Regions from separate parts of the Pan troglodytes genome. Here region 2 is linked to region 1. The links are chromatin contacts, called in public Hi-C maps. All regions are on one chromosome and are shown on one strand. Each heading gives the region's core, a stretch centred on a gene start, on an enhancer-like site or on the middle of the called end of the contact. The rest is flanking DNA. Distances are from core to core; before and after follow the strand shown. Region 1 holds the start of TMA16 (translation machinery associated 16 homolog). Region 2 overlaps MARCHF1 (membrane associated ring-CH-type finger 1).

The links. Hi-C and Micro-C count contacts between places; a contact is called where the count stands out from the background.
Region 2: a contact with region 1 is called in a Hi-C map of induced pluripotent stem cells, with 2.2 times the contacts expected there. The contact joins the enhancer-like site here to the promoter of TMA16 in region 1. A contact is called at or near these places in 3 of 7 Hi-C or Micro-C datasets (induced pluripotent stem cells and stem cell-derived neural progenitor cells) and 1 of 1 datasets of contacts at active chromatin or transcription factors (stem cell-derived excitatory neurons).

What each region holds. Positions count from the first base shown.
Region 1 is chr3:165,209,518-165,215,487 of NHGRI_mPanTro3-v2.0_pri, reverse strand. TMA16 (translation machinery associated 16 homolog) reads right to left here and starts at 3,624. Exons shown (of 7, transcript XM_001138474.7): 1 at 2,710-3,624. The coding sequence starts at 2,712.
Region 2 is chr3:165,728,217-165,734,186 of NHGRI_mPanTro3-v2.0_pri, reverse strand. All of the region lies in intron 2 of MARCHF1 (membrane associated ring-CH-type finger 1), which reads left to right. Among named protein-coding and RNA genes, the nearest start is that of MARCHF1, 360 kb to the left of the region's middle. Within about 2 kb of position 3,741, at least 1 of the 24 cell types and tissues checked has an H3K27ac peak or open chromatin away from gene starts, as enhancers often do. A contact at or near this core is called in induced pluripotent stem cells, where this site is marked.

The sequences.
Region 1 (5,970 bases), core at 2,375-4,874:
TTCTGACCTCCAGAGGTTTCAGGAAATGAATGTGTTGCTTTAAGCCACTAAATGCATATCACTTTACTATGGCAGTTAATAAGAAACTAATACAATTTTTATGAGCAACCATTTTTTAGTGTTTTAAACCATGTACAAGTAATATTGTCTCAAAAAGATTGGTATACTAGGTAGATTTCCATTAATGTTTTTCTTTAGTTTTACTAACTTTCAGGAGCAAGTTTTCACTAACAGATAATCTCTATGAGATTTATTAAGCTGATTTGTTGTTGTAGCTCACATTTATAGATGTAGTCCCCAAAACACACAATCTCTACCATTAAGGTAGTCAGTAACAGCTAATGCCCCACAGTAATGTGCATGGATAAATGCAGGGAGGATGATGGCACACTTTTCAACGGTATATAGTCTAGCTAGGGAGGGAAAGAAGCACACACAAGCTCTATGACAGGTTTATACAAAAAGGAGTATACCCATGGGTGCCTAGTAGTATTGTATGAGCCACACTTAAAAATACTAAAATCCTGGCTGGCCGCGGTGGCCCACACCTGTAATCACAGCACTTTGGGAGGCCAAGGCGGGTGGATCATTTGAGGTCAGGAGTTCGAGACCAGCCTGGCCAGTGTGGTGAAACCCTGTCTCATTTGAGGTCAGGAGTTCGAGACCAGCCTGGCCAATGTGGTGAAACCCTGTCTCTACTAAACATACAAAAATTAGCTGGGTGTGGTGGCTGGCACCTGTAACCCCAGCTACTCGGGAGGCTGAGGCAGGAGAATCACTTGAATCCAGGAGGCGGAGGTTGCAATGAGCCGCGATCATGCCACTGGACTCCACCCTGGGCAACAAGAGCGAAACACCGTCTCAAAAAAAAATAAAAAATAATAAACACTAAAAACCTTTTAATGCAGCATAAAGAAGTGTTGAGTGGAATGGATTAATTTGAAAAGATTATTTATATATAACAGGTAAACTAAATTTTGATATAAAGATATGAACTTGCTGAGCTCCAGCAAAGATTTACAATAAGAGAACATTAATGAGCAAAGTAACAAGGATGAACAACTATAAGCTGTACACTGTTACTATTTATTTATATAACTAAAGTTAATAACGATAACATTTACTAAGTGCCAGGCACTAGACTAAGCACTTTACATTTAATTTCCACAACTCTATGAGGTAGGTACTATTGTTATCCCAATTAAACAGATGGGAGGTTAACTAATTTTGCCAAGATGGCAACTCAGGGAAAGACAGGTGCCCAACTCTGTCCTTTGGGACCACATTCTGAGCTGTACTGAAAGAGGATGCAGCAAAACCACTAATGAGGTTGTATCAAAAAAAAAACGACAGAGCCAGAAATGAGCCAATGAAAACAGGTTCATATGCCACTCTTTTGACTTCTATGCCAAAGCAACATACTTCTACTATACAGCCTGATAAGAAGTGAAGCTCTGATAGTCAAGGACAACTACAGTCAAATACCAATCTATCTCCCCAATCACTCAAACACAATGAGATGTAATTGCTTTCATATTCCACTCTGAAAAGGGGAAAAAAACTAACACTATAAAGAGTTGGAAATCCCACAAGCAAAGTGACAAGCAAACACTGAATTTACACAAATGCGTACAATCTAAAGTACAAAATATGCGTCAGCGGTGGATCAAAATAAAGCACAAAAAACTCGCGAAACAACGAAAGAACCAGACTGTAAGACAAAAATGGTATACAATGAAAAGAGAAAAAAATGAAAAGAAACAAAGAGGCCACATTGTGGACACAATATCATAACTTTTGACCAGATTATAAACTTTTAAAATTTTTTGCTTTTATTAAAAATTAATTGAAAAAATTTATAAAGCATGTTTCTATGCAAGAATTACTCTCAAGAACACAACGATTACGTAAAAAATAGGCAAGAAGAAACAACATATTGTTTCAGAATACAAATATGTGTAGTAACTATAAAGAAAAGTAGTGAAATTATAAATACAAAACTTAGATGTTTGCTTCTTAAGGTTTCCTGAAAGTTATAGGTTCAAAAAGAAGGTAACACAGGGCGTTCAAAGAAGGTAACACAGGGCTTTCAAAGGCTATGTTTTATTTCTTAAAACTACATAATGGGTAAACGAGACTTCCTGAAACTGCTAATCTTTACACTTGAAATGTGCTTTAGTAACACTCTTTTGTATCTACTCAGTTTTTAATAAAAACAACAAAACTGCTTCAGTGCCCTGGAGGGAATGGGGGCGTAACGGCAGGATTCAGGGCACTAACGAGAGGTGAACGGACGCCGAGGAAGAGGCGACTAAGCCCATACTGAGTCTACCTAGGCCAGAGAGGCAGAGGTGTGTAGGGCCAGCGATCTCAGAAGTTTTGCCAAACTCCTCGATGCGTTACAATGGAAAGGTGCCGGGTTTCCCCCCAGGAAGCAGTGACTAGCGAGAAGTTAGGCACAAGGCAAAGAGGAGCAAGGCGACATGTGAGCACTTCAGCACTCGGACGCGGAACTCTAAGGTCCAGGCGTTGGGCCTGGGACTCGCCTCCCAGAGGCTTCGCCCCGCACCCCGCACACTCCCTGAAAATAAACACTTTGCATCTTCCCCTCTCCTAGGTTCCCGAAACCGCACCCTCCCTCTCTGCCTGCTCAACAAGAGCCTTCCGGGGAACCAACCGAGCGGTTCGGGGGAGCAGGAGGGGGCCCACCATGGTGACGTCCTCGTGGCCACGGAGCAGCTCCGCACTCTAGACCCAGGTAATCTCACCAACCGCAGGAGCAGCAACTCACAAGAGCACCCGGGCCGAATCCCACGTGGCGCCTGAGAAGCCGGCGCCGACCCAACCGGAACAGGAGAGGCGAGTGCGTTTCTCTAAAGCGTCCCCGTTAACTGAGACCGCGTCTTTTTCGCCCGTGTTGGGCTTTTAAGCCCTAGCCCAACGAACAGCCAGACCTGCGTGCTCGCCGGGAGCGGCGGAAGGGAGCTTGCGGCGGGAGGCTGAACTCTGCCTGGTGCTGAGTGCGAGGCTGGGGATTGGAGCCCGGGTGGAGACGCTACACGCTCCCGGCCCGTCGCATTCCGGCCCCAAGAGCGGAGCTTGCCCATCTGTCCCAGAGCACGACTCCAGAGCGCAGCAACCTCTTCAGACAAGAGGTTCCCTCTTGCGGGCACCCGCATCTCAGGGGCTGGGACCCTCTCAAAAGGGCCGCTGGGTGTTGGCTCCCCGGAGCTCTTGCGCGGCACAGGCTCCTGCCTTCCGCTTTTCCACGTACTAGATTACCTTGGGCAAGTCCTTTCCTTCATTGAGTCTTTTTTTGCCCTGCCCTGCCCTGCCCCGCCCCTCTTCTCTTTCCTTTCTTTTCTTCTTTCCCTCTTTCCCTCCTTCCCTCATTCCCTGTTTCTTTCTTTCTTTCTTCCTCCCGGGTTCAAGCGATTCTCCTGCCTCAGCCTCCCGAACAGCTGGAATTACAGGCCTCCGCCACCACGCCCGGCTAATTTTTTTTTTTTTTTTTTTTTTTTTGTATTTTTAGTAGAGACGGGGTTTCGCCGTGTTGGCCAGGCTGGTCTCGAACTCCTGATCTCAGGTGATCCGTCCGCCTCGGCCTCCCAAAGTGCTGAGATTACAGGCCTGAGCCACCACGCCCGGCCGAGTCTTAGTTTCTTTATCCGGAAAGGCCACTTCCTCATATTCAAGGCCTCTGCCAACCCAGTTTTTGTTTTCTTCTCACAGCATGTGAGAGTCTTTGTTTCACCCACACATGTTAGAATTCCGTAGACAATGTAATCATTCAAAAACTATTTATTGAATGCCTACTGTATGCCTGGTATTGGGGATACTCCAACAATATCCCTCACTCAGCTCATTTTCCAGGGGAGGGAGGCATGTAAAAATATTATTTCAAATAATATAAGTACTCTAATAAAAATTAGCTGGCGGGGGCATGTAGAAAAGCTGTTTTACACATGGTGGTCTCTATAAAGTTCTCTTTTAGAAGTGATAATTGAGCAGAGACCGGAATTGTAAGAGAAAACTAGGCATGGGAAGAAGCTCCAGGCAGGGTGAAGCTGGTGTGCCTTGATATGTGTGTGCAGCTGTTACCAGTTGAGGGTAGTTGGCTAGGTCCTTGGCGTTTTGAACAAATAATTGGACAAAACACACAAATAAAGCAAAGCAGTGAAAGCAGAGATTTATTTTAAATAAAAGTACACTACTACACTGCGTGGGAGCAGGCTGTGGCAAGCTGCTCAAAAGCACAGGTTGCAGAATTTTCTGGGGTTTAAATACCTTCTAGAGGTTTCCCATTGGTCTGCCACAAGTCTGATTGGTTGAGGAAGGGGACCAATCTGAGGCACTTTCATTTTTCAGCTGCCACACAGAAAAAGAAGGGCTTGCAACTGCCAGGCAGCAACTGCCATGCAGAAAAAGGAGGGGCTGAAAGGGGAGTAGTCTTTCAACTGATATCCCGTCAGCACAAATCAGTCCTAAGTTCCCTGCTTCCAGACCCTATTCTCCTGCCGCACAAATAACTTGTATTTAATCAACAGATGTATCAATTTTTGGAAATAATTTAAATTGTAAACAAGAGTGTGTCCAGAAGATTCCTGAATCTAGGGGCAGGGTATTTTCACATGGCTTTTTTGTGTGTGTGAATCTACGCAATGAAGGTCACCTTTGAATATATACTGTGGAGGCAGCACAGTCATGCATCACTTAAGGACGGGGATACTTTCTGAGAAATATTTCAATGGGGGTTTTGTTGTTTGTTTTTTGTCATGTGAATATCATAGAGCACACTCACACAAGCCTGCATGGTATAGCTTACTACCCACCTAAGCTGTATGGTATAGCCTATTGCTCCTAGGCCACAAACCTGTACGGCATGTTACTCTACTGAATACTGTAGGCAATTGTAACACAATGGTAAGTACTTATGTATCTAAACATAAGAAATGTACAGTAAAAATATAATATAATCTCATGGGATCACCATTGTAATGCAGTCCATGACCAAAACATTGTTACATGCACATGACGGTACTCTGTGAAAGACTCCAATTAATCTAGAATATTTACACCCTAGCTCCATACTTTAGCCACTTCCTGTGAAGCCATCTTTCACCCACCCTACCCCATTCCCTAAGTCTGGCCTTGTGGAGAACACCCTCCTAAGTTCTATGTTACTGCAAATCTTTTAATTATTAAATTTTCCTTCTGGCTATTTTAGCTGTTACTGATTGCTCTATTGATCATAAAATTCCTACCTACTCCTAACCCATTCCTAAACTTCAAATTGCCATCAACTCAATAAACCATGTATCTTGAAACTTTTATTTTTTATTTTTAGTCGGGTTTTAAAAATAAATCTTCATATTTTCCTCATTCAGATTCAACCCCTAAATAACATTGATTATAGACATGTTAAAAATATACTGTATATGTTCAAAATACACTGTAGCGAATACAAACATGAATTATACAGAGCAAGAATAAAGATGATAATGATGGCTAATGTTTTGTCATTATTTAATATATATATGCACCACTGTGATAAGCAAAATGAATCCCCCAACTTTTCCCCTCCCAATTCAACCTCCCCTTTGCCCCATGCAATAACCACTGTAGATGATTTGGAGACATCTTTAGAGATATTTTCCTGTTCTTTAACAAATATACTCAGATGTGTGTGTATGTGTGTGTTGTATGTATGTGTAAGGATTAAGTATTGATTAACATTAGGTATTGATACAATAAGTACAAATGCATAATTCTAGTGTCACAACTAAAAGAATAGAAACAGGGTATCTAACTTTGTACAGGCTACACACAAGTAGAGAAAATAAAATAAATGGAATGATTAAAATATACTCAGGTAATTCCAACTAAGAAAATAAAGGAGAAAACATGAAACGTAAGACAGGAAAATAAAAAAAATATGGCAGTAGATTTAAATCCATAAAACAGTAATTA
Region 2 (5,970 bases), core at 2,492-4,991, 520 kb before region 1:
GGCTTTATAAGGGGCTCTTCCCCCTTCGCTTCCTTCACACACTCCTTGCCTGCTGCATGTAAGATGTGCCTGCTTCCCTTTCTGCCATAATTGTAAGTTTCCTGAGGCCTCCCCAGCCATATGGAACTGAGTCAATTAAACCTCTTTACTTTATAAATTACCCAGTCTCAGGGAAGTTCTTTATAGCAGTCTGAAAACAGACTAATACAATATGTATAATATTTTCTTTGTCCATTCATCCATTAATGGATACTGAGGTTGATTCCATATCTTAGCTGTTGTGGGTACTGCTGTAATACATGGGAGTGCAAATATATTTTCGATATATTGATTGCCTTTCTTATGAACATAGACCAAGCAGTGGGATTGCTGGATCACATGGTAGTTCTGTTTTTAGTTTTTTTTTTTTGGGAAACTTATACTGTTTTCCATAGTTGCTGTATGTTGGTAACTTACATTCTTGCCAACAGTGTATAAAGGGCTCCTCTTTCTCCGCATTTGTTATTGCTTGTCTTTCAGATATAAGCCATTTTAACTGGGATGAAATAATATCTCACTGCCATTCATTTCTCTGATAATTAGTGATGCTGGGCATTTTTTTTCATATACTATTGGCCATTTGTGTATCTTCTTTGCAGAAATATCTTTTCAGATCTTTTGTCCATTTTTAAATAAGATTATTTGTATTGTTTGTTTTGCTATTGAGTTGTTTGAGATCCTTATCTATTCTGGATGTTAATCCCTTGTTAGATTGGAAGTTTACAAACACTTTCTCACATTCTGTAAGCTGTCTTTTCAGTTTGTTAATTGCTTTATTTGCTGTGCAGAAGCTTTTTTAGCTTGATGTGATCTCATTTGTCTATTTCTGATTTAGTTGGCTGTGTTTTTAAGGTGTTACTCAACAAATGTTTGCCCACATCAATGTCCTGGAGTGTTACCCCAGTGTTTTCTTCTGGTAGTTTTATAGTTACAATTTTTAGTTGTAAGTCCTTAATCCATTTTTACTTGATTTTTATACATGGTGAGAGATAAGGGTCTAGTTTCATTTTTCTGCATATGGATATCCAGTTTTTCTAGCACTATTTATTGGAGATACTGTGCTTTACCCATCGTATGTCCTTGGCACCTTTGTCAAAAAATGAGATAACCATAATGGATAGATTTATAGCTGTATTATCTATTCTGTTCCATTGTTTGAGGCATCTGTTTTTAAGCTAGTACCATGATGTTTACTATAGCTTTGTAGTATAATTTGAAATCAGATCATGTCTATTAGGTCCATTTGGTCTGTAGTAAATCTTAAGTCTGATGTCTCTTTGTTGATTTTCTGTCAAGATGATCTGTCCAATGCTGAAAATGGGTGTTGAACTATCAAGCTATTATGGTATTGAGATCTCTCTCTCTCTTTAGCTCTAATAATATTTGCTTTATATATCTGAGTGCTCCAGCATTGGATACATGTATATTTATAATTGTTATATTAACTTGCTGTATCAATCCCTTTATCATTATATAATGACCATTTTCAGTTTTTTTCCTGAAATATATTTTGTCTGATGTAATTATAGCTACTCCTGCTCTTTTTAGTTTACATGTCCATGGAATATATTTTTCCATTCTTTTAATTTCAATCTCTATGTGTTTTTATAGGTGAAGTGAGTTTCTCGTAAGCATCATATATTTGAGTCTTGTTTTTTATTGATTCCACCACTCTATGTCTTTTGAATAATTTTGTCCATTTACATTCATTGTTATCACTGATAGGTAAAGACTTACTACTGCCATTGTGTTATCTGTTTTGTGGTTGTTTGGGTGTTCCTCTCTTCCTTCCTTCCTGTCTTCTTTTATGTAAAAGTGTTTTTCTCCTGTAATATGTTGTTATTTCTTGCTTTTTATTTTTATGTATCTATTATAAGTTTTTGTTTTATGGTCACCATAAGGCTTGCAAATAACATTTTATACAAACTAGTTTGACTCTAATTACAAAGAAAGGGACAAAAGCAAACAAAGAGAAAACTAAAAACCTCTACACTTTTTTATTCCACCCTGTCCTCATTTTTTTGACTTTCTGCTTTCTCTCTTTACTTTTTTTTTTTTGAGATGCAGTGTCACTCTATCTCCAGGCTGGAGTGCAGTGATGCGATCTCGGCTCACTGCAACCTCTGCCTCCTGGGTTCAAACAATTCTCCTGCCTCAGCCTCCCAAGTAGCTGGGAGTACAGAGGTGCATCACCATGCCCAGCTAATTTTTTTTTTTTTTGTATTTTTAGTAGAGATGGGGTTTCAGCATTTTGACCAGGATGGTTTTGATCTCTTGATCCACCTGCATCATGATCCACCCGCATCCTGATCCACCTGCCTTGGCCTCCCAAAGTGCTGGAATTACAGGTGTGAGCCACCACACCCGGACTCCCTTTAGCATGTCTTTTAAGGCAAGTCTGGTGTTGACAAATTCCTCAGCTTTTGTTTGTATAGGAAAGTCTTTATTTCTAGTTTGTGTTTGAAGGATAACTTTGATTAATATAATATTCTAGGTTGAAAGATTTTTTTTTCCATCAGCACTTTGACTTTGTCATCTCACTTCCTGGTGACCTGCACAGTTGCTGCTGCTAGAAACATCAGAACTCCTTTATATGTTATTTGCTTCTTTTTTCTTGCTGCTTTTAGGATCCTTTCTGTATCCTTGACCTTTGAGAGTTTATTACATGCCTTGAGTTAGTCTTATTTGGGTTAAATTTATTGGATTTTAAAAATCTTCTTGTACTTGGCTACTCATATCTTTCCCAAGTTTTAGAAGATTTTCTGTTATTATTTCTTTGAATAAACTTTCTCTTTCCATCCTCCTTAAGGCCAGTAACGCCTATATTTGTCCTTTTGAGGCTATTTTCTAGATTTTTTTAGGCATTCTTTATTCTCCTTTTATCCTTTTTTCTTTTTTCTCCTCTAATTGTGTATATTGATATAACCTATCTTTGAGCTCATTAATTCTTTCTTGCTTGATCAGTGCTGCAGTTGAGCGACTCTGATGCAGTTTTATGTTTCTCAATTGTATTTCTAAGCTCCAGAATGCCTGCTTGAGTTTTTTAATGATTTCAATCACTTTGTTAAATTTTTGTGATAGAATTTTTAATTCCTTCTTTGTGTTATCTTGAAATTTATCGAACTTCCTCAATACAACAATTTTGAATCCCCTGTCTGAAAGATCACATATCTCCATCACTTCAGTATTGGTTGCTAGTGCCTTCTTTTGTGTGTTTGGTGAGGTCATGTTTTCCTGAGTGTTCTTGGTGCTTGAGGGCATTCACTGATGTCTGGGCATGGAAGACTTATATATTTAAACTAATCTTCAGTCTGGGCTTGTTTATATGCACCCTTGAGAGGGCTTTTTACAAATTCCAAGGGGAGTGAGTATTGTGACCAAAGCCTGTGGTCACGGCAACTGTTTCAGCACTAGGGGGCTCCATAAGCTCAGGAATGGTGCAAATCCTGTCGCCTCCTATAGACACTGCCTTGGTGAACTTGGGTAAGATAAGGGAGAATTCCCTGGGTCACCAGGCAAAGTCTCTCACTTTCTTTTCCGCAATCAAAAGGAGTCTCTCTTGGCCCTGGGCTATCTGAAATTGGGGAAAGGGATGATGTGGACACTCTCATATCCACCATAGCTGGCACTGTTCAGGGTCACATCCAAATTTTTACAGAGCAGCAAAATACTGGGACTCACCCAAAGCCTGTGGCCACAATTGCCTGGCTGCTGCTGCTGCTGCTGCTGCTGCTGCTGCTGCTGCTGCTGCTGCTGCTGCTGCTGCTGCTACTGCTACTGCTATTTACTCGAAGCCCAAGACCACTTTAGTCAGCAGATGGTTAATTCAGCCGGGTCTTTCTTATCAAGGCAGTGGAATCCCTTCGGACCAAAGGTAGATCTATAAGCACCATCCAGGAGCAAAGACCTGGAATCTGGGGTTTCAGGAATCTTCCTGATGCTTCATTTTACTTAGGCTCAGGTGGCACCCAAGTTGCAAGATACAGTCTTCTGTACTCTGTACTCACCTTCTGTCAAGCAGAAGGAATCTTTACTGAGGCTACAGTGCCTGGAGTTGTAGGAGGGGTGACACTGGCATTCATTTGGACACCACAGTTGGTGTTGCACCCCAAGTTCCCTGCCTACAAAACCAGTGCAGCAACAGGACTTGCCCTAGGACTGTGATCCTTGTGTCCTGACTGCCACTTAAATTTATTCTGGGACCCAGGCCAATTTCGTCAGCTAGTGGTGAAGCTAGCTACGACTCAGGTTTTTCCTGCTGGTGTAAGAAATTTCCCTCTGGCCCAGGGCTGGTCTAGATGTGCTCCCTCCGTGAGCACTCTTAGAATTCTGCCCTGTGCTGTGTTCTGCTGTGACAAGGCAGAAGTGAGTTCCAATATAGTTCTCCACACTCACTTTGCTCTCCGTCCCCACAAAACACATTTCCTCCCCATCTGTGCTGCCTGGAGTTAGGGTAGGTGAGGTGTAGGCAATGCAAGAGTGTCTTACCTACTCTCTTTAATACCTCTTTCCTCGATATTATGTTCAAACCAGTTACTGTGATACCTCACATGACTTTTTGGTTCCTATTGAAGGTGCTATTCTTAGTTTTTTGGGGGAAACTTCATACTGACTCTGTAATGGCTGTACTAATTTACATTCTCACCAACAGTGTACAAGTGTTTTCCATTCACCACATCTTGCCAGCATCTGTTATTAACTGTCTCTTTGATATAAGCCATTGTAACTGGGATGAGATGATATTTGTATCTCATTTTCATTCTCACTTGTGTTTCTCTGATGGTTATTGATGTTGAGCTTTTTTAAATATACCTATTGGCCATGTATATGTTTCTTTTGCAGAAATGTGTGTTCAGATCTTTTGCCCAGTTTTTAATTGAATTACTTTTTTGTCTGTTGAGTTGTTTGAGCTTTTCATATATTCTGATTATTAACAACTTGTCAGGTATATAGTTTGAAAACATTTTCTTAACATCTGCGGGTTGTCTCTTCAGTTTGTTGACTGTATCCTTTGCTGTGCAGAAGCTTTTTAGCTTGATATGATCTCATTTGTCAATTTTTGGTTTTATTGTCTGTGCTTTCGAGGTCTTACACAAAATATCTTTGCCCACACCAATGTCCAGGAGTCTGTTCCCAAAGATTTTTTTTTCTAGTAGCTTCATAGTTTCAGATTTTAGATTTAAATCTTCCATCCATTTTTATTTGAATTTGGGGCATGGTTCGAGAATAAGGGTCTAGTTTTATTTTCCTGCATGTCATTATCCAGGTTTTTATTAGCATCATTTATTGAAGAGACTTTGCTTTCACCATTGCATATTTTTGGCAACTTTGTTAAAAATGAGTTGGCTGTAAATTTGTGGATTTATATCTGGGTTTTCCATTCTGTTCTATTGGTCTATGTGTCTGTTTTTATGCCAGTATCATGCTGTGTTTACTACAGCTTTGTAGTAAATTTTGAAGGCAGATAGTATGATGTTTCCAAGTTTGTTATTTTTGCTCTAGATTGCTTTGGCTATTTGGTGTCTTTTGTGCTTGATATAAATTTTAGGATTATTTTTTCTATTTCTGTGAATGATAACATTGGTATTCTGATGGGGACTGCATTTAATCTGTAGATTGCTTTGGGTAGTATTATCATTTTAAAAATATTAGTTCTTCTAAATCATGAGCATGAAATATCTTTTCATATTTTTGTGTCTTAAGTTTCTTTCATTAATGTTTTATAATTTACCTTGTATAGGTGTTTCATTTCTTTAAGTTTATTTCTAGGTATTTTATTTTGTCTGTAGGTAATATAAATGGGATATATGTATCTTTTCCTGATTGATTGCCACTGCAATATAGAAATGTTTCTGATTTTATTGTTTATTTTGTATACTGCAACTTTACTGAATTTGTTTATCAGTTTTAAGAGTTTTTGGCCGGGCACAG